Linked DNA regions of Mus musculus: all the other regions are linked to region 1. Evidence: chromatin contacts called from public HiCAR-type and HiChIP or PLAC-seq data. All regions are on one chromosome and are shown on one strand. Each heading gives the region's core, a stretch centred on a gene start, on an enhancer-like site or on the middle of the called end of the contact. The rest is flanking DNA. Distances are from core to core; before and after follow the strand shown. Region 1 has its middle 85 kb from the start of Gm34282. Region 2 overlaps Sox6 (SRY (sex determining region Y)-box 6). Region 3 overlaps Sox6 (SRY (sex determining region Y)-box 6). Region 4 overlaps Sox6 (SRY (sex determining region Y)-box 6). Region 5 overlaps Sox6 (SRY (sex determining region Y)-box 6). Region 6 overlaps Sox6 (SRY (sex determining region Y)-box 6).

The links. HiCAR-type assays count read pairs that join an accessible place to other places. HiChIP or PLAC-seq counts read pairs in DNA pulled down with a chosen protein or histone mark.
Region 2: a contact with region 1 is called in a HiCAR-type map of astrocytes, with 3 times the contacts expected there. The contact joins two enhancer-like sites. A contact is called at or near these places in 4 of 115 datasets of contacts at active chromatin or transcription factors (astrocytes, embryonic basal ganglia, embryonic stem cells and 1 more) and 2 of 9 other capture datasets (embryonic tail and embryonic trunk).
Region 3: a HiCAR-type map of astrocytes shows a contact between it and region 1, with 2.5 times the contacts expected there. The contact joins two enhancer-like sites. A contact is called at or near these places in 2 of 484 Hi-C or Micro-C datasets (cerebellar granule neurons and uterus), 3 of 115 datasets of contacts at active chromatin or transcription factors (astrocytes, embryonic basal ganglia and large pre-B cells) and 1 of 9 other capture datasets (embryonic stem cells).
Region 4: an H3K27ac HiChIP or PLAC-seq map of oligodendrocyte precursor cells shows a contact between it and region 1, with 11 times the contacts expected there. The contact joins two enhancer-like sites. A contact is called at or near these places in 6 of 115 datasets of contacts at active chromatin or transcription factors (T-cell acute lymphoblastic leukemia, embryonic basal ganglia, embryonic forebrain and 3 more).
Region 5: an H3K27ac HiChIP or PLAC-seq map of oligodendrocyte precursor cells shows a contact between it and region 1, with 7 times the contacts expected there. The contact joins two enhancer-like sites. A contact is called at or near these places in 6 of 484 Hi-C or Micro-C datasets (the N1E-115 cell line, cortical neurons, forebrain and 3 more) and 8 of 115 datasets of contacts at active chromatin or transcription factors (SST interneurons, embryonic basal ganglia, embryonic forebrain and 5 more).
Region 6: a contact with region 1 is called in a HiCAR-type map of astrocytes, with 2.9 times the contacts expected there. The contact joins two enhancer-like sites. A contact is called at or near these places in 5 of 484 Hi-C or Micro-C datasets (the N1E-115 cell line, Th1 cells, cerebral cortex and 2 more), 5 of 115 datasets of contacts at active chromatin or transcription factors (astrocytes, embryonic basal ganglia, neural tube and 2 more) and 1 of 9 other capture datasets (embryonic stem cells).

The regions. Positions count from the first base shown.
Region 1 is chr7:115,215,994-115,219,152 of GRCm38.p6, reverse strand. No RefSeq gene overlaps it. Among named protein-coding and RNA genes, the nearest start is that of Gm34282, 85 kb to the right of the region's middle. Within about 2 kb of position 1,637, at least 140 of the 459 cell types and tissues checked have an H3K27ac peak or open chromatin away from gene starts, as enhancers often do. A contact at or near this core is called in the N1E-115 cell line, SST interneurons, astrocytes and 3 more, where this site is marked.
Region 2 is chr7:115,643,707-115,647,185 of GRCm38.p6, reverse strand. The region is part of intron 7 of Sox6 (SRY (sex determining region Y)-box 6); the gene reads left to right. Among named protein-coding and RNA genes, the nearest start is that of Gm51455, 150 kb to the right of the region's middle. Within about 2 kb of position 1,360, at least 55 of the 459 cell types and tissues checked have an H3K27ac peak or open chromatin away from gene starts, as enhancers often do. A contact at or near this core is called in astrocytes, where this site is marked.
Region 3 is chr7:115,562,872-115,566,389 of GRCm38.p6, reverse strand. The region is part of intron 9 of Sox6 (SRY (sex determining region Y)-box 6); the gene reads left to right. Among named protein-coding and RNA genes, the nearest start is that of Gm51455, 67 kb to the right of the region's middle. Within about 2 kb of position 1,474, at least 37 of the 459 cell types and tissues checked have an H3K27ac peak or open chromatin away from gene starts, as enhancers often do. A contact at or near this core is called in astrocytes, where this site is marked.
Region 4 is chr7:115,720,303-115,723,843 of GRCm38.p6, reverse strand. The region is part of intron 4 of Sox6 (SRY (sex determining region Y)-box 6); the gene reads left to right. Among named protein-coding and RNA genes, the nearest start is that of Gm51455, 220 kb to the right of the region's middle. Within about 2 kb of position 1,678, at least 54 of the 459 cell types and tissues checked have an H3K27ac peak or open chromatin away from gene starts, as enhancers often do. A contact at or near this core is called in embryonic forebrain and oligodendrocyte precursor cells, where this site is marked.
Region 5 is chr7:115,665,139-115,668,612 of GRCm38.p6, reverse strand. The region is part of intron 5 of Sox6 (SRY (sex determining region Y)-box 6); the gene reads left to right. Among named protein-coding and RNA genes, the nearest start is that of Gm51455, 170 kb to the right of the region's middle. Within about 2 kb of position 1,347, at least 56 of the 459 cell types and tissues checked have an H3K27ac peak or open chromatin away from gene starts, as enhancers often do. A contact at or near this core is called in the N1E-115 cell line, SST interneurons, embryonic forebrain and 2 more, where this site is marked.
Region 6 is chr7:115,623,705-115,626,892 of GRCm38.p6, reverse strand. The region is part of intron 7 of Sox6 (SRY (sex determining region Y)-box 6); the gene reads left to right. Among named protein-coding and RNA genes, the nearest start is that of Gm51455, 130 kb to the right of the region's middle. Within about 2 kb of position 1,377, at least 53 of the 459 cell types and tissues checked have an H3K27ac peak or open chromatin away from gene starts, as enhancers often do. A contact at or near this core is called in the N1E-115 cell line, astrocytes and oligodendrocyte precursor cells, where this site is marked.

The DNA.
Region 1 (3,159 bases), core at 388-2,887:
GAGTCCTCACGTGTGTGCACTTGGGGGCCTTTTCTCTTGCAGTAAATGTAGCTTAAAAGCTGGTGACGGGGGCTCTTCCTGAACACCAACCACAGCACATCATTTTTCTTTCAGGGAAAAACGCTAGAAATTAACCTGCAAGGGGCAAGTCTCTCCTTTACTTCCTCTTTCTGCCTTCTCTTCCTCTGTGTGCGTCTCCCTCCATCTCTGCCGTTCTATTTATAGCTTAAGGCTTTCATGTTTTCACACTTAGCATATAAACGTCCTGTCTTACATGAGAGAGGGAGCACAGAGTGGCTCTGTAATTAGATCAGCACTCTGTTCCAACGGCACATGCTCGCTCGGGCTGGACATTGTTCCCTGCTCCACTCCCACCAGCAGACGTCACCAAGCCTCAGAATCCTGCCCGAACCCCTCCTTCCATGTCCCTTTTAATCCCTAATGACAGTCCTCCAATATGACTGTCCCCGGCTCCCTATCTGGTCCTCTTCTGCCACATTGGAGGTGACTTCAGTGTGCTCCACCAGGGCTCAGAAGAGCCTAGCTCTCCACTCTGATCTCTATGCAGAGTGGGAACCATCCCTGCTTGTTAAGGCCATCAGAATGACAGCCCACAGGGACAAAGCTCACCCCTCAAACTCGCTAGGTCCCCAGTCCCTAAAAAATAAGAAGACACAATTATAAAGATTTAAATTAAATGGAAAAAATACAGGAGCTAGGAAATGAGGCTTCATTTCCAAGCCCTCTTGATGCATGTTAGCGAATATTGTTGAGAACAATTAGGGCTGTGTGAGTGAGGGGTTTTTCCTCACTCGCTTGTCAGGTCAGAAGACAATCTGTTTATTTTCCTGATACAATTTTATTCAATAAACTGAAAGGATGGGAGCCGGGAAAGGGGATATGAACAGGATGTGTGCCATCAATTTGTCAAATAAATAACCGTGCTTGGAAACAACAGATTTTATTAATTAGACAGGATGGTGTATTATTACCATTAAAGTGTTATATTGCATTAATTTTTATATTTTACTCGGCTACTAATTACTGTAAAAGATTTCGGGAATGAAGCAAAATAAAATCATGCAGCATTATACATAATGTAAAGATAGCGTGAATTAATTTGCCCACTGATCGAGAGAGAAAGATGCACTGGGGCTGTCTGTGCTTCCTTGGCTGGCCTGGCCCGGGAGCCCCGGAAGCAGCCCTGTTGTTGGCAGGCAGAGGGGTGGGAGGTGAAGGATGCCTTGAAGCCTGGGGTTTGAGGTCAGGCACTGGACTACTGGCTCTGTAACCTTTAACAAATACTCACCCAGAGATCTCCGTGTTCAGTCTCCACTTGCCTTATGGCAACTGTAAGAGTTTGCCAGGAGAGAGAGAGAGAGAGAGAGAGAGAGAGAGAGAGAGAGAGAGAGAGAGAGAGAGAGAGAGAGACTCTTTCAATGTGGGAGGGGTGGAAGGGAGGATGGCAGGATTTGTGCAGGTGTTAAATGAAAGAGTATTCAGAGGTCTAGATCCAGCCTGGGTAGGCTAATGCCCAGGTCCTGGTAGAGCCAAGAGGCCAGGTCCTGAGAGAATCATATTTGCAGCTTCTCAGCCACTGCCCTGCTGGGACATACTGCATCCAAGTGGTGCAAAGCTGGCTGCTACTAAGGTCAAGACAACAGCGCCATGAGATCCTTGTTGTAAGTGCAGACCAGAGGTCTGGATAAAACAGGTGTCTCCCCCAGGGAACCCCATCAGGCATTGGTACCACGGGAAGGAAAAAGCACACCTCACTTCTGTGCAGCCAGACGTGAGCTATATGGATACAGCCATGTCCCCCTGAACAGAGGTTTATTCTTTAGCTTAGAAAATAAAAAGTAAACTTTTGTGCTCCCTCCGCGCTCCCCTCTCCCACCAAACAACAACAAAACCAGGTTGTCTGCCCAGGCAGGGGAATCCACGCCTGGCACAAGGTCTGATGGGGGAGGCAGGATGGGTTGGGCGCTCTTTGGGAACTCCCCATGACTACAACGCTGCAGGAGCCAATGGAGCCCCCACCCGCAAGATCCTCGCTGACCTGGGCAGTGCGGCCCACTCCCCCCCCCCCCCCCCCGGGGGGTGTGCTCCCAGGCGCAACTCAAGCCCAGCCGCGTTTTTCTGCAGGCTAGGTCTCCATAGCCAGGGCCCAGGAGAACCCACATTTCTCACGACCTACTGCCACCTACTGTCCATAGATGAGAACTGCAAGCCTCTTGGAAGTGTCCTTGGGGAGCCAGAGCAGCGACTCTGGGTGCATCTGCTTAAAGCCTCAGTTTCCAGAGTGTTCCGGAACTGCGTTGTGTGGGAACAATTCTACCAGACCTCTTGAACCCTTGTGCTATATCTTACTTGGGTGACACCTGGGAGGTCTGAAAAGGTTTCCCCTGGGGTTAAAAGGTTCCTCAGAAAGGATCAGATGTAAAATTTACAGTGAATGTTCCCATTTCTGATTCTCCTGGTTAGACCTTAATCTGTGCTGGAGTCTGACCTCCCTGACCAGGGCATGCCTTCAACCTTTTTCTCTTTTACTTGCCCTAATGTTACTTTGTCTTAACTATTACACGTGTTGTTTGGGCCCGAAGTCCTGTCTGTAGTAGTAATTTAAAAGTTGAAGTCGTATGTGTTCTTGTCCTACTTCCCAAATAATTGACACAAAGATCTATTAAGTTGATTACCAAGCTTTAACCTCTGTGACTTGGCAGGTATTCATCTATTCTAACAGTCTAAGCTATCTGTTGCTCAGCCCCAGGGCCCTTTACCTTCAAGCTGAGTCTCACCATCTTGCTCTGGTCCGAGCATTGCCTATGTCTGTTCTCTCCTGGTGAACTGATGGTGAATCCCTCAGTGACCTGCTCATCAGGACTTCTTCTGGACACACTGTCTCAGGGTTTCTCCACGTAGTCTCTCTACCTTCTTTCCCCGTGGCCCTTCTCTTCTCTCTTTCCTCATGGTCTTTCTCTTAGGTCTCTCTTTCTGGAACCAGATAAAACTTCAGCTTGAAATTACTACTGCATCTGATTGCACTCTGGCTGGCCAGAAGTTATTTAACCCTTTTTTTTTTTAAAAAAATACTCAATATTATTCATCTTTAAATCTAAAACGACCATGCTTTCCATACAGTTGGTCATAGTATGAAAT
Region 2 (3,479 bases), core at 111-2,610, 430 kb before region 1:
ATTTGAAAATGGATAAACCGTCTGGGGAGGATCCAGAATTACAAATGAGAAGGACTCTGATGTACTACCACTTCATTCTTTCCTTTCTGCTGAGACATGGGTATAGTTTATCTGTTCTTGCATAAGGCATTTGTGCCCATTGAACAACTGACAGCTACCTAAGTAAATAGGAATGAAGCTTATTATAACAATGATTCTTGGGAAGCTCCTGCCATGCTGGTCTCATGGTTTGTTTATGGTCCCCATTAACTGTAGGGCTTTGTCAGATATCCACTGGCTAGATCTGGTTTTACTTAGCAGACTCAGGCCTGCTTTTCTCCCCCTGCTGCTTAAGGGACAGTCCTTGTGCTACCAGGCTCTTATGGCTCCTGAGTTCAGGGCACCTTAAGAATTGAAGCTGGCAGCCCTGCAACTCTGCATTTTCTGGGAATATTAACACCATTGTAGCAGAGCCTTGGCATGTTTGCTCTCTCTAAATGCAGCACAGTCAGGTGAAACGAGCAATTTACTTTTAAATGGAGTAGTCATTTTAATAAGTATGAACACATATTCATTTCACTCTAGCCTGTCTCTTCACTGCTTTAAAAACTGAAAACTCTTAAAGCATGGTTGGTGCTCTACCTCCACAGCCTTATCATCAGGTAAAGTAGTAAGTGGGGTTGGGTGAGAGGCAATACTCTGAAGATTGCTTCATCAGTATCTTTCCCCAGAGGAATGTTGTATATCCTGGGAAATAAGAATATGGGAAGGTATTTAGGCTTCTAAGAAGGCTGTTGCACTTTCCTGGTGCAAAGAGCCTGCAGTAAGCAGTCCTTGCATGCTCTGCCTTGAGAATGCTTTGCCCTTCTATCCAGAGGGGTGAGGTATTGAATTTGAATAGGATGGCAATTCTGTGGTGTTCTCGGCCTCTCCATTTTAGTGTTGCCAGGAATGGCTCCTGTAGCTGGGCTTAAACCCGGCTGTGAGAGGCACTGGCGTTTACAGAATGAGAGCTAAGATTAACCATCCACGTGGGAAAGATCTGTGTGAGGAGATCTGAGGAGACACTGCCTCCTTACTTTTGTGGATAGTGTTCAGGACATTCACATTACAAAAGAAAAGTCTCAGGACATTTTGAAAACAAACAATAGGAACTTTTTTTTTGTTTGTTTGCTTCCAACTAGCTGTGAACTTGTACAAGAAAAACACCGAAAACTGGTCAGGCTCTTATGCATTAAGCAGAGTAGATGAAATGATTTATTGGGTTTTATGCACATTCTGTAAAGGGTTAGCATTGCTAACAGAATGAGTGGCAGCCTCTGGGAGCTGAACAGACCCCAGGGACTAGTCTTTGTTCCTCTGGTCTTGACAGGCATGTGCCTCTGTTAAATGAGGGCTTAATTCCTCTCATATGTGAACAATTTCCAAGCCCAACAAAGGCAGCCAGGGCTGGAGCTGTTCAAAAGAACACAGGAGGATGCATTCTTGAAGGAAGAGGATGCTAAAGGCTAATTACTCTCTCCGCTTAGCCACTCTCTTATAGTTTACACTACTCCAGGTTTATTAACATGGCTTTGCCACATGGTTGTTGTTTGTTTGTTTGTTTGTTTTTAACTACTAGGGTATATTTTTATTCTCTGTGAAATAGCCATTTGCTGATCTCTGCTGTTTGAAGAGAGGTTTTCCCCTCAGTAGTCCTGGTGTATATCATGGAATATTAACTCAATAGAGGGGGAGGGGAGAGGCCAATATACTTGGGATTTCTGTCTCAAGTGGAAGGAATTTAAACTATTTACTAAGCAGCACCCCTGGAAACACTATGAACCTTTCTTTTGACAGCACTGTCTTCAAATGTGGAGGGGTCCTTATGGCAACCTTTTCTGTAGGAGATTTGGGCTTTGAATCTTTCATTTGTCTCAGTGCAATCCACATTGTTAAAGGGTGCAGGTGGGAAGTCACGTGAATATTCCCCTTTGCACTGTTCTTGTCTTCATCAGGTTCCCACATTTGCCATGTTTACTTCATTACAGCTGTATTGTGTTCCTCTGATTGTATATCAGCCAACTGTACAATGGGCACAAACAGATGAAGATCTGTCCTTCTGCCAGAACAGATGAAGGCTACATGTGCCTCAGCAGAAAAGAAAGGATGCCAAGGAAGTGCCCCTTTGCTCTTCCTCTTGTTTTGTTTTGTTTTGACGACTGATCTTTATCTTTGAAGGGTTTTCTTTTTCAGAATCAGTACTTTCCAGCAGGTACTGCCTACTGGAGTCCATTTTAGTGTGTCTGCATGGGAATGCAGGGAATTATAAAGATAGGGTTAATCATAAGAAATGACCATCTTCTGACTAATCGTTGGATTTTTATGTTCTTAAAGCAGGAAGCAGGAAACACGAGTTCTTTGGGTTATTATAAAGGGTTATCTGTAAATGGAGATCTCTTTAAACTCTGAACTTAGGTCTCAAGAATAAAGCATGGCTTTATGATATGAAATAAATTATAGAATATTCACAATTGATGTGATTAAAAGTTTCTTCCAAATACTGTTAAATCTATATTTAAGATATATAACATAAAAACATCCGGAATCCTTCATATATGGTATCCTGGCACAAACTCAGACACCTCTTGCTCACTTCGTGTAGCACTGTCTAGTGTACGTGGTAGAGTCTATGTTACAGAATAGAAAAGTGGCAACTATTCATTACAGTTGTAGAGATGGACAGCAGATAGACACCTTATTTGATGGCATTTGTGAAGTGGTCTTTGTGATGCATCATTAACAGGTGTGAAGAATACAACTTCACCCCATGACTGTTTCAACTAGAGTGCAGGTGACTCTGAAGGAAATGGGGTAATAGCTCTATTGTGAGGGTGAAAATATTGACTTTGACTTGGGGAAGAAAATAAGTAGAAGCTGTTTCTTCCCAAGTGCTTTTTGTTAGATGCCTTGTTTAATACCCAGAGGCACTGTCATGAAGTCTCTGTCACAAAGAATGGTCTAGAAGTAAAACACTGCAAGCCATTTAAGCTGACTGAGCCACCTTTGCTCTAGATCTGGAATGCACGAGATGATGAAATATATCAGAGTACTCAGAATTGAGTCAAAAAAATCCCAGCACTCTTATTAACATGTATCAATGAGGTTAAGCTTGTTCCCACTTTTATTCGGGGGGGGGTATCCCAAGGTAACAGTCGGTAACCATCTGTAAGCCCCACTCCAGTCTGTTTCCCATTCTTATACACAACAACACTACTGCAAATCCATGTCATTTGTATTACTCACTATTATAGGTATATCATAGAATCACCAATTCTAGTTCAGTTCACCTCAAATGTCCCTGGTCTAGCCTATCTGCTTTTTAATCTATTGTTATCAACAAGATTCCACCAACAAATTGCTGAAACTGGCTTAAACTGCTTCCCCACCTGATGGTCTCTGACTCTACTTCACTCTGTATATATACTCCAAAGCAATCATTTCTCTTTGTTTCTCTTCTG
Region 3 (3,518 bases), core at 225-2,724, 350 kb before region 1:
AGTATATGTATCTCATGCTCCTGACTTCAAAAGCCATGAAGCCACCCCCCCCACGGTGTACTTATGGCGATCACAGCCAGTTGGCAATTAGAGTACTTTAGTTTTGATTTCCTACTGATAAAGAACAACAACAACAAAAAAAAAAAACCCAAAAAGAACAGAAAATACAGAAAAAGAATTTTCACAAGTCAATAGTAATATTGTGAAAGCCACAGATTTTCATAGCTGGAAAGATAGAAAACCCTTGACCAGTCTCACCTGCCAAGTCCTATCTTGAGCCTGTTGCTTGAATTTGGACAAATTAACCTTCCCAGTACCCAGATCCTTCTGTTAAGTGGTTTTAGAAATGATGTCCATTGGGATAAAATCCCCAAGGAAAGTGCTTTGCACACTGCCAAGTGCTTAATGAATATTTTGATTTTATACTAAAGAAACTGTGACCCAAAGAGCTAGATTAGCTTGCTAGAGCTGCAGTGTTTACTGGTGGCCTGGGTGAGGGTGCAGAGAAATGCAGGCACCAAGGCAAAGAAGAGCCTCGGTGCTTAGTGTAAATAAGTTTGGGTTGAATAAAAACAGAAAGCAAGAAAACAGTATGCTTTGTATTTTTATCTATTTTTGGTGATATAGATACTAGGTGTGTGTGTGTGTGTATGTGTGTGTGTGTGTGTGTGTGTGTGTGTGTTTGCATTTGGTTGCACCCACATAATTAAGATTATCCATTAAAATACAAAATAAAAAAAAACCTTGTTGTAGCGATGGTAGGCATTATAAAAGATTATTCAGTTCACTTATACATTAGTTTTCCAAATGTGTGCTAAATGGCTACTATGTTGTAAGCACCCTTTTCTGTTTGGGATATAGAAATATCAATAAAGCTCAACCCTTGCCCTCTGAGGGCCCACAATCTAGCAAGCAGCATAATAATTGTTAAAATAGATGTGTTCCCAGTTTGAAAACACTGTGGGAGGAGGAAGCACTTAGCTCTGCCTGGGGCAGTTCTGGCAAATTCCTGGGGTGAGATGCTGGCAATATTGACTCCTGGTAAGAGAGTGTGAGGAGGGAGGCACAATGACAGAGACCTAGAGAGATCCCTAAACAAACAGCAGCATGGGAACATGGGGACAAAAGCAACAATGTGGCACCTTTAGAGGTCCGTGGTCCAGGTTGAATGTGCAGAGCAAGCAGAGGTAAGCCTGGAAAGGCCAGCGTGGAGTCAGAGAGCAGCAGCCTTTTCCGCAACATGAGGGGGCGTCTGCAATGGCTGTGGAGAAATAATTTTACTCCTGCCAGGAATAGTAAATCAGTACAAGGTCTACCGAGTAACTTTAGTGTGTTCTATTCCTATATTAATTTGATCTCTAGTTTACATTTCCCATTATATTGGAATTAATAGTTAGGGAACTGTGTTTGGTAAGATTGATATTCCCTTCAGTACAATGGTGCCCTGTGGCAAGTGACACTGTACAAATAGTGTAATGATACATGCTGAATAAACAACACTGTGGAAGATTGACACAAAGCCAAGGTCCAACCATTTCCTGGGGATTTGGGGAAATCCCGTAATCTGCAGTTTGTGAAGCAGAATCAAACTGCTTCTCCGTGAATGGGCCTGGATACTCTTATCCTGACCAAAACACGTAAGGAGAAGTTAAATCTGTAGAGAAAGACTCTGTTCTTCTCATTGTTAGCGTGTTGTAATTATGCCCCTTTCTGGAATAATAAAATGTTCCCTGGCAGAGGTCAGGATCTCTGTCACTGACTTATTTAACAGATCCCCTAACATCTGTCCTGCAGACTGCTCACTTTATTAGCAGACAAGAGACCAAGCAGCCGTAGCCTGCTGTGTACCTTTTTCACATCCACACAGCTGTGGATTAACTCAGACTTACCAGAAGAAGACCAACAAGAAGGGACAGTAATGTTATTGGCTGACTCTAAAACGACAGGAAGAAAGAGCAGAAACAAATGTTGCCTGAGCACAATTCAGTGTTTTTAGGGTGACAATTACCAGTCTGTTTGAAAAGGAATAAAAGCAGCTATTTCACAAAAAATAAAAAGAAGGAAAGTCTATTCATATCTGTGTGGGAACCTAATCAGGCTCTTGTTTCCAACAACGATGACTCCACAGTCACACCAGGTCTGTGACAAGAATGTGCCTTTTGTGTGCCGATAATGTGGAAACGATAAAATTTCCTTTAAGAGACATATGTGTTTATATCACGAGGTGTGTTACTTGACAAAACGCTTTGTTCTTCTCATATTTTCCACACAGCATTCATGCTGAGAGGAGGCTGGAAATCTTTGATTAACTAGAATTAGTCGCTGAAGTCAAATAGTCACTTTGTTTTATGATTCATCTTACTGTGCTGTAAATTATCACACAGCATATAAGGGATGACAGAAAGAAATGCTGATCTGAACCTCTGACCCAAGACAGGCACAAGAAACATAAGATTATTCCTTCAAAGAGCTGCACAGAGACATAAATATTCCATGGTCTGTTGGAAAGATGCTTTCTTAACAAACCGAAGCTGCGATTTGACATCAGGAATAGAGTTTTTCAGACATGGTACAGTAGGCTTAGAAGAGATAGTAAGAGCCATAACACTCTCCATAAAGGCCAGGGCTTTGAATGTTTAAAGTTCTTTTCTCTCTCTCTCTCTCTCTCTCTCTCTCCAAGAATAGACAATAACAACAAAGTTCAAACAAATCTCCTATTCCCTAGAGAATAGCATGGTACTTCCCCTGTCACCAGAGGGGATGGTAACTTTTATAAATCTTGCCACATTCACTCTCAGCATGAGCATCTTATTTCTGTAGTATGCAACCTCCCAGTGCTGGCTCAAAGGAACAGGCTGGAAGGAGACCATACTAAACCCAGGCCAGCCGTGTGCAGGGATTGGGCTCTTTCTGTTCATGGTGATTTTACCTTTCAGCTAGCAAAGGGCCTATTTCTAGAGCTTCCTTGGAGCAAAGCTCAGCCAAGTGCTTTTAGTCAAAACTGTTCCCAGCCATGGTGTTTCCGTCATTTGTAAATACTTTTCTCAGCCTAGTCTTTGTTTTCCTGGTTTTTTGTTTGCCTGTTTTTATTTCTGGTCTATTTTTTCTAGTGTTAGGGATTGAATACAGAATTTTGCACATGCTAGACATGTGCTCTACCACTGAGCTACATCCCCAACCAAGAATGTCCACTCTCTCTCTAATCTCCCACCCTCTCTCCCACCTCACAGGCTAAGTTTGTGCTCTATCTGCCAAGCTCCAGCCTCGGCCCTACAAATGGCCTCTTAAGGAAAATGTGCTATACGAACAAGAAGTACCAATAATGAGTTCAGTTTACTGCCACAGTAATTTGTGGAGAAGGTTCTGCCTGTGTCCCATTTCCCGTCTGTGAGAGATTAAATGGCTTATAGAAGACCACACAATTAGTGAGCAGAGGTGATAGCTAAAGGAGGTGTACCCTTGGGAAGGATGTAATTCTGCTTCTCAGAGAACATGTAAAATCTTATTTTCTAACCCTT
Region 4 (3,541 bases), core at 429-2,928, 500 kb before region 1:
CAGTAGCTTCATGTTAGTGAATATTTGGACTGCATAGCACAGGTCTAAAGAAAAGGACACACTCTTAAGAGACACACAACTATACAGCTGCCTGCTTAACATTTGAGTCTAGGTAAAGTATGGGTAAAGATTCCTCCCCTTCTGTCTTTCTCTCTCATGTGTATTCAAAGTTAAAAAAACACCATACTTCCTAAGTGAAAACATGTTTCCCTGATAAGCATTAGGTGATTGTAAGACTGTTGGCAGTTATATAGACCTGTAGTCTCATGATACTCAGTAATTATTGGAAAGCCAAGAGCCCAGGAGCTGGTAATTGAGAACTTTAAGAACACAAATCTATAAATGACCAAGCTCTCAGGGACCATTTCTTCCTCGTTGTCTGATGAACGGTTTGCTTGAAGATGTATCAAGCATCCTGCTCAGAGTCTCCCAGCCATTCTTCTGACAGTTTTGGATAAGAGGCTCAGAGTGTGTTCCCTTTCCATAGCACAGTGGAAACATAATAAGCTGAGTATAATTTACTCCTGAGATTTTGTTTGGCAGTAGGGGTGATTGAGACTCAGTGTTGTATCTAGAAGAACCCCAGGCTCTCTGGGAAACTATAAATTAAGATGAAATCAAGACTATAAGTCTTTTTCACTCCTGTCTGAGGCTCTTTCAAGTATGTCATCACCTTGACTGTTATTAATATTTTTATTGCTATTGCTATCCTCCATAGAAGCCACTTGAAATAAAACCCTGATCATAAAGTTCATAGTTTACTTGCAAACGTGAAAGCTTTGGAGTTTGAGAACTTTTTACAAAGAGTGTGTTAGGCAACTTCAAGGGAGTAATGTCATTTGTCAGCAGGTCACTTGACAGGGCTTGTGGGAGGTGTGAGATCAGGGTAGCTGCCAGTGGGATTTGCCATTTTTCTAGGGATGGATGCATCACACAGCCCACACTAATGTTTTTGTCCACACTAATTATTTTGTCATTTATGATTCCTACCTCAGAATTCCTCTCAGTGCTTTGATCTTAATGCTTCATTGATCCGACCCTGAGATGCTAGTGCAGGGTTTCTCTCTATGCTGATTAACAAGGGACTTTTTTTTTTTTTTTTTGCAGTGAAGGCAATGCTTATATTTTTTAAGCATGTACAGAGAACAGAGTTTTATATGTAAAAAGGATGTTATTATCTGTTTAAAAGATCTGCCATAACATCTGTCTATTAATACTATAGCCTGTGAAATGTATGGCAGACCAGAGCCTATGGCCTTTGGTTGCTGTGGTGTTACACCCTCTTTTATACACATCTCACTAGTTTGTGGCTGTGTTCAGTAGTTTGCAGAGTTTGCACTCTGAGACATTATCTTTGCTTTTAAAGTGCACTTTGAGGCCTATTCTGTGTTTTGCTTATTTGATGAAACATTTAGACCAATAACTGTGCACAACCTTTGAGTCTTGACACTTGCATGATTTAGCTGTTAATTGTCTATGTGCTGGATGCATGTGTTTTTGTGGTTAGAAACTGCTCAGTACTCGTACCTGATGCACACACAGAGCCTAGACTCTCAGGCATGCAGTATCACCAGCTTCGAGCTCAGCTCATAGCTGGACTCCCTTTGATACCACTAACTGTTGCCAAGTTTGAATAGAGGATTAAGAGGCACATGTAGTCCATCTTCAAGCTGTGCAGGGGAACTGTTGAAAGAGCCTTTGTGCTCTGTGTAATCAAGAGAACTGGTCAGTGTTTGGAATCCACACAGGACAATAGTCAGTTGAGAATTTGTTGTCATTCTTCCTGTTCTCTCTCAAAGTAAAAAGAAAGGGGAATTTATTTAGATTTCAGTTGGGCTTTTTGTTCTTTAACATTCTTCTTCTCAAAAATATAATTTTAGCTTTGAGCCTCCTTTAGCTCAAAATGTAAATGTTGAAAACTAAGCCAGATTAAAACTGGGCGTGGGGAAGCATATTTAGGTAGACGCTTTTACAGTCTGGATGGTTACTTAATTTATTGTCCTCTCTCTGAGAGACGGGAGTCTGTGAAGAGCTAATAATAGACAGGCTCACCCTGCTGTGAATTCCCAAGTTCCCATTCCTGTGCCGGTCATTTTCTCATATAAATGCGGAACATTTGGTTATTTAAGGGGAAAAAACCCTGACAAAAACTTGAGGGTGGAGAGTATTTGTGGGAAGCTTCCCTGAAGAGAAGCAACATCACAGTCACAGTGGTTTTTGCTCTCCAGATTGTGCCTCCCTACCTGGGGTTCTTCCTGATCTCTCCTGCAGTGGCTGAGCATTCAGGATCCCTGGCACCTTTTACACATAGTAACAAAACAACTGAAGTCTAAGACGGAGAAAAAGGCAAGCAATTTCAGAAAGTCTACTACTGGTGTAGTTGTACATAACTATAATCTCAGCCCTAGGGAGGGAGAGACAGGCCAGTCACAAGCTCAAGGACAGTCTGGACTACATAAGGGTCACATCAAAAGCAAGCAAAAGGAAAGTATATTGAATACTGTTTGCTCACTCAGTGGATCCCATGGAGGATTTGGGCCCCAACTCTCACTCTTCATTCAACTTTACTAGCATTAAGTATGAGGCTTTAGTTATTTCTCATTTGCTTTGTGGAACAGTGAGGGTGTGCTAGGGAGCTGATAGATGGGCTGATTGATTTGACAGAGATCAATGAGGAAGTAATACAATAATGTGTTGAGTGGCAAGATGTAGGCAGCCTTGTACTCTAGTGGAGTCTATCAGTGGTACTCCTGAGGAAATGATTTTGATTTTCTTTTATAAAAAATTACATTTTGTGTGAGTGTGTGTGTGTATGTGTGTGTGTGTGTGTGTGTGTGTGTGTACTTGCCACAATGTGCATCTAGAGGTGATAGGATAACTTACAGGAATCAGTTCTTTGCTTCCATCATGTGAGACCTGGTCATCAGGTTTGGTGGCAAGTGCCTTGAGCCACTGAGCCATCCTACTGGCTCAGACATGTCACTAAATAGCAGTCTAGCTGAAATCTTTAGATATGTTTTGGCAGGGCTTAATCTTAACATGTCTTTCAAAATCGTAGCACAACATCCTTCTACTTGAAATTTAAGAAATTTATTTTATTACTATCTTATAGGGTTTTTACTGTGTATGTGTAGAAATTCTGTATATTTTATAAATTCATTGCTTTTATTTTTCTATATTTTTCAAATATATAGAAATATATTATATTAACCACATAGTCAATTATCTTTCTAATATATTTATTAATTCTTATAACTTATTTCAGGCTTATATTTCTTTCCTTGTACATGATCAAATGGTAGTGTATATTATTCATTTTCTGCAGAATTTTTGTAGGCTGATAAACATATTTCACAGCAGTTCTGTAGGTTTGCAACAAGGTTGGCTGGGCAGTACTGGGCATGCTCATGTAGTCTTTTTTCCTGTCCTATATACAGCTTTCCCAGCTGTCAACATACAGCACATCTTACTAATGGACCAGTGTCAACATCATGGACTCCCCAAAGTCCACAGTCCACTAAGGTTCCTTCTGCATGTTTGA
Region 5 (3,474 bases), core at 98-2,597, 450 kb before region 1:
ATTTGTAGCTGCAGAGTCTTGTAGTTTCACTGTGACCTTCTATCAAGTCTGTTAAAGTAACTGGCACAGGATCTAATGAAAAAGGCTGGTTAGCTGTTGTTTCATGTTGTAGCCCCTCAGACTTGCGTTAGATGCGGCCGCTTGCCCTTGGCTTTATTTGACTTGGTAAATATTACTTTAACAACATAATCCCTCATTTCATTAGAAAGGAAAAACATACAGGGAAATGCACAGAATTTAATTTAGTGCTCGCTCTCTCTCTCCTCTCCCCCTCTCTTCTTTCTCTCTCCTGTGTCTGTCTTTTTCTATCACCCACCCCCTTGGCCTTTCAGCTACCTTTTCTCTCTCCTTCCCTCTGACCTCCCTCCCTGTTCTCTTTAAGTGTCTCCTTCTGTCTCCCACTTGACTGCTGTGCACATTTCTTATTTTCTTCTAAAAATGTAGCCCTCAGGAGAGTAGTGTTCAACTTTGCAACTAAGTGCTGAGGGGGTTATCTACAAAGATTCCTGTGCTCTACAAGTCATGGGTGTGGAGCTATTTGAAAAGAACTGAGGCCAGTCCACACGCAAAGTGCCCAACCCTGCTGTGCATGGCTCTGCCCCGGAGCCTGCCTTTGCCTCCTAGTGCCCAGCTCTCTTTCTAGTGCCACCAATTGTAATCATATGGATTTGTAGGGGCAAAATTAGCTGGCAGATTATGGTGCTAACTTTTATGAACTGATGTGGGGGAAAGAACTTTAAATTAACCTTAAATATGACTTTTGATTTCTATTTTAAGCCAAAAAAATAAATTAACTGTTCCACATAGATTCTTATATATTTTGTATTTTTCCCTTTGGTGTTGAGTCTGAAGAGAGGTTTGTAAAAGTTAAAAAAGAAATTATCAATAGGTTAGAGGGGTGATTCTGAACTGTTATAATAAAAGATGGTATTTGAAAACTTTTGATGAGGGAAATTGCCACCATATTTACATTTAAAAAAGTGTTTCCTTATTTACACACTATTGACTTCCTATTGAGGCTCAAAATTTTAACTACAACTGGTAAAGAATTCAGTGGATCAAATTCAGTAAATCTGAAGTCACTGGAATAAAGGCCCCTCAGGGGGGGAAAAAAAACGTGTCAATTTTAAAGGTCTTTCCTAACTGAAGACCATTTTGTGATAGAGCCAAAGGTTAATAAAATCAGTAGTGAATGTAGCAATTTTACAGATAAGCTATTCACAACAAGTGTAGTTACTTGAATAAAAAGCTAATTCAGTTCTAAAATGCCACATGCAGTAGCAGTGAATAGCTGCTTTTAGGTGCTTTCCAGAGGAGGGTAAAGTACAGAATCGCAGCACTCTTCTCTCGCCGCGTCCCCGGCCGCCTGTAAATCGCTGTGAATGGGGCTGTGGGCTGACAGGCTCTATTAAGACAAACTGCCTTTCTCATCGGAGAGATAAAATAAATCAGGTGTTTAGTCAAATTAAAATACTTCAGCTGGAGCAGGCCCCGGGGAGCACTGATCCACCTTACTAATCCGAGAGAAACTCAAGACAGATGTGGTTTGGGGATAAAGATGACCCCATGGAAGAAAAAAGGAAAGAAAGAAAAAAGAAAGGAAAAGCCGAGCTGCAGCTGGCAGCTCGGTCTCTGCAGTTGGAGGATAGATACAGTGTTGCAGTTGGAGGATAGATACAGCTTACCGTGGAGGAGCAAGCGTCAGGCACACACACCCTGTGTGTGCCACACAGGAAAGGCAGGCGCACTGACTTGGAGAAAAGCTGTGTACTGAAGCTTTTTACTGGCTCCCTTTCTGTGGTTTATGAAGCTACCTCTGGCTTTCAGTGGAAGGCAGAAGAGGCTATTTTCTGGCAGTGCGTCTGAGAGAGTCATTTTAAGATAGTCTAAAGATGTCAAACAGATGACGCTAGGCAACCGATGACCTCTGCTGGCCCGCTGAGATGGGGCTTATCCCAGGTTCCTATCTTATTTATTTACTTATTTATTTACTCTAAGTTGATTTGGTCAAATCTCAAAACATGACTTAGGGTAAGATTTCCCCCACATATTCTTAAGTTAGTTGAAGAAGCATCTTATAACCCCCTGCTTCTCTAACACTCCCTGGTTGTACTTAGGAGTCCTGTATGCCCCTTTGGCTGCCTCTTCTTTCAGCCATCTTGAGCATTCTAGTTTCTCCGTAATAGTGGAATCTCGCGGTTCAACGAAACATGTCTGAGAATGAAGTAATCTGGGTTCTCAGGTTGTTTGGATCACTGACTCACACTTGATACTATTTTTATTACAGCAGGGTAGATAAATACTTCATCAATTTAAACAGAAAAATCTATTAGTATATGTTCAAATATTGATATTTAAATTCATTGTGCCAAATGTATACAATGGGTATGGAACAGAAAAGTCACCTCCCCAACCTATGCATTTAGAGAACATACATGATTGTATTGTTTGAATGTACTACTCACTGATCTGAACCCAAGAGATGGCTACACATAGGATTTCTCATTCTAAAGGAATTTTACATGTCACCCAGCGCCACTTATTGTGACTCATAGCTGTACAAACTGTTAATTATCTATGTCATCCAGCTATCACGTACTGCCCATCATTTAGATCTATTTAACTATCATTTATCATCTAGCTACCTATCACCTACAATCTATATCTGACTAGCTATGTATCATTTATTATGTACCATCTGTCTACATATATGCCTATCAATCACCTATCAATTATCTATCATCCATCTATCTATATTATACCTTTTCTATTACATCAATCGACTATAAATTATCTATCACCTATCATTGGATCAATTGATATATGGATAAACTTTACTTAAGTTTAAGGGAAAAAAATTGACTTTTTTTAGTGACAATGTTATATGAGTACCTAAAACCTTAACTTACAAATACTACTGTTACCTTGTTTTATTTTCCTTAAAAACATGGCTAAGTCCAATGGAAGAGTTTTAAAATCACTTTTACTGTTTACAATCCAACAGTTTCACTGTCTTTATACTCTGTAAAATGATTCATCTAACTGGTGTTTTTTGGTAAACTTAGGTCACATAATGGAGTCACCCAAGCTTTTATAGATAGCACTGTTGGCTCTTCCTTGAACAAGAAGCTGCTATTTACATACCACCTCAGCTTCTCTGTTTACTAAGCAGAAGAGGAAGAAAAATAAATGAAAGGTTGTTGAAAAGGCTTTAAAACTGGAGAAGGGAAAATTTCATCTTCACTGAAAAATATAAACATAAATTCAACCTGTGTGTCTTTGGTCCTTACCCAAAACACTCTGAGGGATACTTTATTATCCAAGAACAATGGTAAGGCAGCCGATGCAGTTTTCAGCAAGCTTCCTAACTCACCTCATATAATCAAGTGTAAGAAGAAAATTACAATGGGTTAAAGATAGGACACAAAACATAGGCAATAAAAAGCGCACATTTATTTTATGATTTCAGAACTT
Region 6 (3,188 bases), core at 128-2,627, 410 kb before region 1:
CTTGTGACTGGGCCTCTCTGCAGAGTGCTACAGGCATTCCTAGCCCCAGGCCTTTCCTGAGAAATATTGAAGCTGAACTCTAGTTCTAGACTGTGGCCTGGTATGCTTTCTCCCCCTGGAGAGGTATCTCCTCCTTCTGCAGGGAGGCTGATGACCACATAGCTCTTCCCATTCAGAGATATACATAGCTCTCATCAGGATTATTTGATGCCACCAACTTCTCTGATGCTCTGGCTTTAACCGTGGCTTGAATGATTTTTCTGTGAGTGTCTCTAGCCACAGCAGACTTAAATTAAGTAGTAAGTGAACTGACCCAGTGTTAAGCGACTAGATAGTTTCTGAAATGCTTTCTGACTTCCTTAATTCAGTCATAGATTCAAACTTAACTGCTTAGTCCATGAAATCAACTGCTTTCAGAGCAGTCAAAACAACCAGTAGGCTGGCTAAATATACCCTGTGTCCTCTGGTATGTATACACACACCCACAATTAACTATCTTTAGGCTTGCCTGCTACCTTAACACTAGTTAGCTAAACAAAAGATAACCAACTTTTATTGTCAGACAAAATGTATATCTCATTCTCTCAACTGTTGCATTTCCAAGCCATTTGCTCACTATGTAAAAACAAGGCACATGTTGAACAGTTTTCAAACACTTCCTCTAGTCACAGGGTTGGCGTATGTGTGCTGTGCTAAACTCTTAGAAACAGCCACAGAAGCCTGCAGTCTGCCCCCAGTTTATTGCCAGGCGCCTTCAGTGGTTGCTGGGTGGGAATTCAAGAGCAGGGAGCTGCGTTCCAGAAAGGAAGATGAGGTGGGATTGATGGCCTTCCATCTGCTCTCTAACACCTTCCTGCACACCTTGCCGTGGAGCAAGACTCCTCCATTGCTTTCCTGGAGTGTACTAAGAGGGTTCAAGATTGAAGATCCTGGGTAGAAGCTTACTCTTGGAAATTTGTTTATTCTTTCTGCTGATTCAGCTGCCAAGGAAATTACTGTAGCATCGACAGTGGACCATCAATGTGCAAGTGTATCCATCTAGGAAAATCACTGAATAACATACCTTGTCTATTTATATAAAACGACTATGCTCGAAAATTGCAATAAAGCACAAAAGCTTTGAACTTCCAGCAAAATAAGCACATTAAGATGTTTTGGGGCTAAAATGACCTGGAGGTTCATTTGTCATTCCATCCTATAATATATGTAAACACACTGGCAGGAAGGATGCCTTGGAGTTGATGTGGAGACAAGAGGGTGCTCTTGAGAAGCTGGCAAACTTAGCAAAAATGCCCCAGAAGCTTTGCTAGGAGAAGGGCAAAATGCAGAGGTAAACAAGTCCTCTGGCTTATGTGGTGGAGCATTCACAGTAGCCACATGCAAGGAAACACAAGGGACGTTGCTGTGTATAAAATTTGTGCCAATACTAAGCTCACCACTGGAGTAAAGGTTATCTTTTTATTTGCTTTTCCTTTTGAATGTTGGGGGAAGGGCAATTAGCTGAGGACAAGAGGGAAATTGTTGGGGACTGCTGTAAGATAAACTATTTTGTCTTTGTGTTGACATTATATTGGCTACAGCCTACACAGAGGGGATTGCCTGGAAAGGAAAAAAAAGTCAGGAAAGAGAGGCATTACTATTTTTTAGCGTGTGTGGGTGCACCCGCAGCAGAGGGGCCCGTGTTTTCTTATGGCTCAGATGGCAAAGCTAAGCATTCAGCCTACGGCAGGAAAAAAGTGCCTTTTTTGTTTTCTGACTGCAGAGTCCAGGCATTCCCAGGGGAACACAATGAATGGCCCATTTTGTCCAACACGGTTTCATAGACATAGATCTCTTGTTTTTTCATCATTATTCTTGCCCGTCATTGGGTGTGCACATGACATTTGAGCGTGTTTTAAAGTCTTAACACACTCATGTGCCTGCAATAAAGTTACTCATAACAACCCTGCTTTCTCCAGACAACAGAGCAGGGTCTGTTGTTTTCATAAGTCACGGCAGCTGGGAGGCAATTGCATAGACAACAGCTTAATCTAGCTGGAAAATGCAGGAAGAGGACAGCACACACGAAATTTCCTCCCATATTATTCCAAGGTGGAAGAATGAAAAAAAAATCAGCCATGGGTGGTCTAGCTGGGTAACTGATTGGCAGAACATACTTTAGATTTTTGTAGAGTGGTAAATGGAAGGCATTGCTTTTCCTGTGTTTGCTAATTGGCTAGCAAGCAGGATCAGACAGTGGTACTCAGGTCCGTCTCAGTGGTCATGTGCTACGCATGAGGTGTTAAGTTGTTGCAGTGAGTTTGTATGAAAAGACACTGAATGAGGCAGTTCTAACTCGATGGCGAGTCCTCTTTGAAAGGTTTGTTGAAGGCTCATTGGAGGCTCACAGCAATTCCCAGCTTCATCAGGCTGTGCTTTTGGTATGTAGTCAGTAGTAGGCTTGAACTCTCACAGTGAATAACTGAGGTTGGGGAAGAAGAGGGGAGCTGAAAAATCAAAACCTGACCTAGAACTGCTGTCCAGTGCAGCTTGCAGGCCATGCCCTCAGGATGCTGGAGCACTGTTAGTCACATGCATTTCTCCTTGAAGATAGGACAGAAGACCAGTGTGTAGAGTGGAGAGGGGAGCTTTTCCTTTCTCTCCCACTGGAACTGAGAAGAAGGGATTGCACAGAACCCTGGGAAGGAAATGACTCAGGAAGCAAGATTTGCCCTGCTGTGCTTAACCATATCAAACTCTGCCGGCTTTTTCCTTTCGAGGAAATATGCTGTGACAGAACTTGTAGGCTCTTTAGAGTTACCCAGGTGACATAAAGCATTCAGTCTCTAAGACATAATGGCTTTGCTGGTAGTTTTACTGGAAAAGATGAAGCTGTCCAGGCTGGAACCAACTCAGCCCTCCCTAGGATCTCGTGTCTGAGTAAGAATAATCTGGTGCATTTCCAACTTTAGTAGGGAAATATTAACCCTTATTAGGACACTTCCACAGGAGGCCTAATGGAGAAATCCAAACCACAGGCAGCTGGGGCATGAGCTAGGTCTCACTGTCTCTTCTCTTACATGCTAAGCATGGAGACACCTTAAAGATTCAGTTTTCAGAGCATCTATTTAGCTTTTTCTTAAATTGTGTTTTCCTTGCTCCATTCTTATACTTTACTTAACACACTCTTCACTTATCCTTGGCAGAGG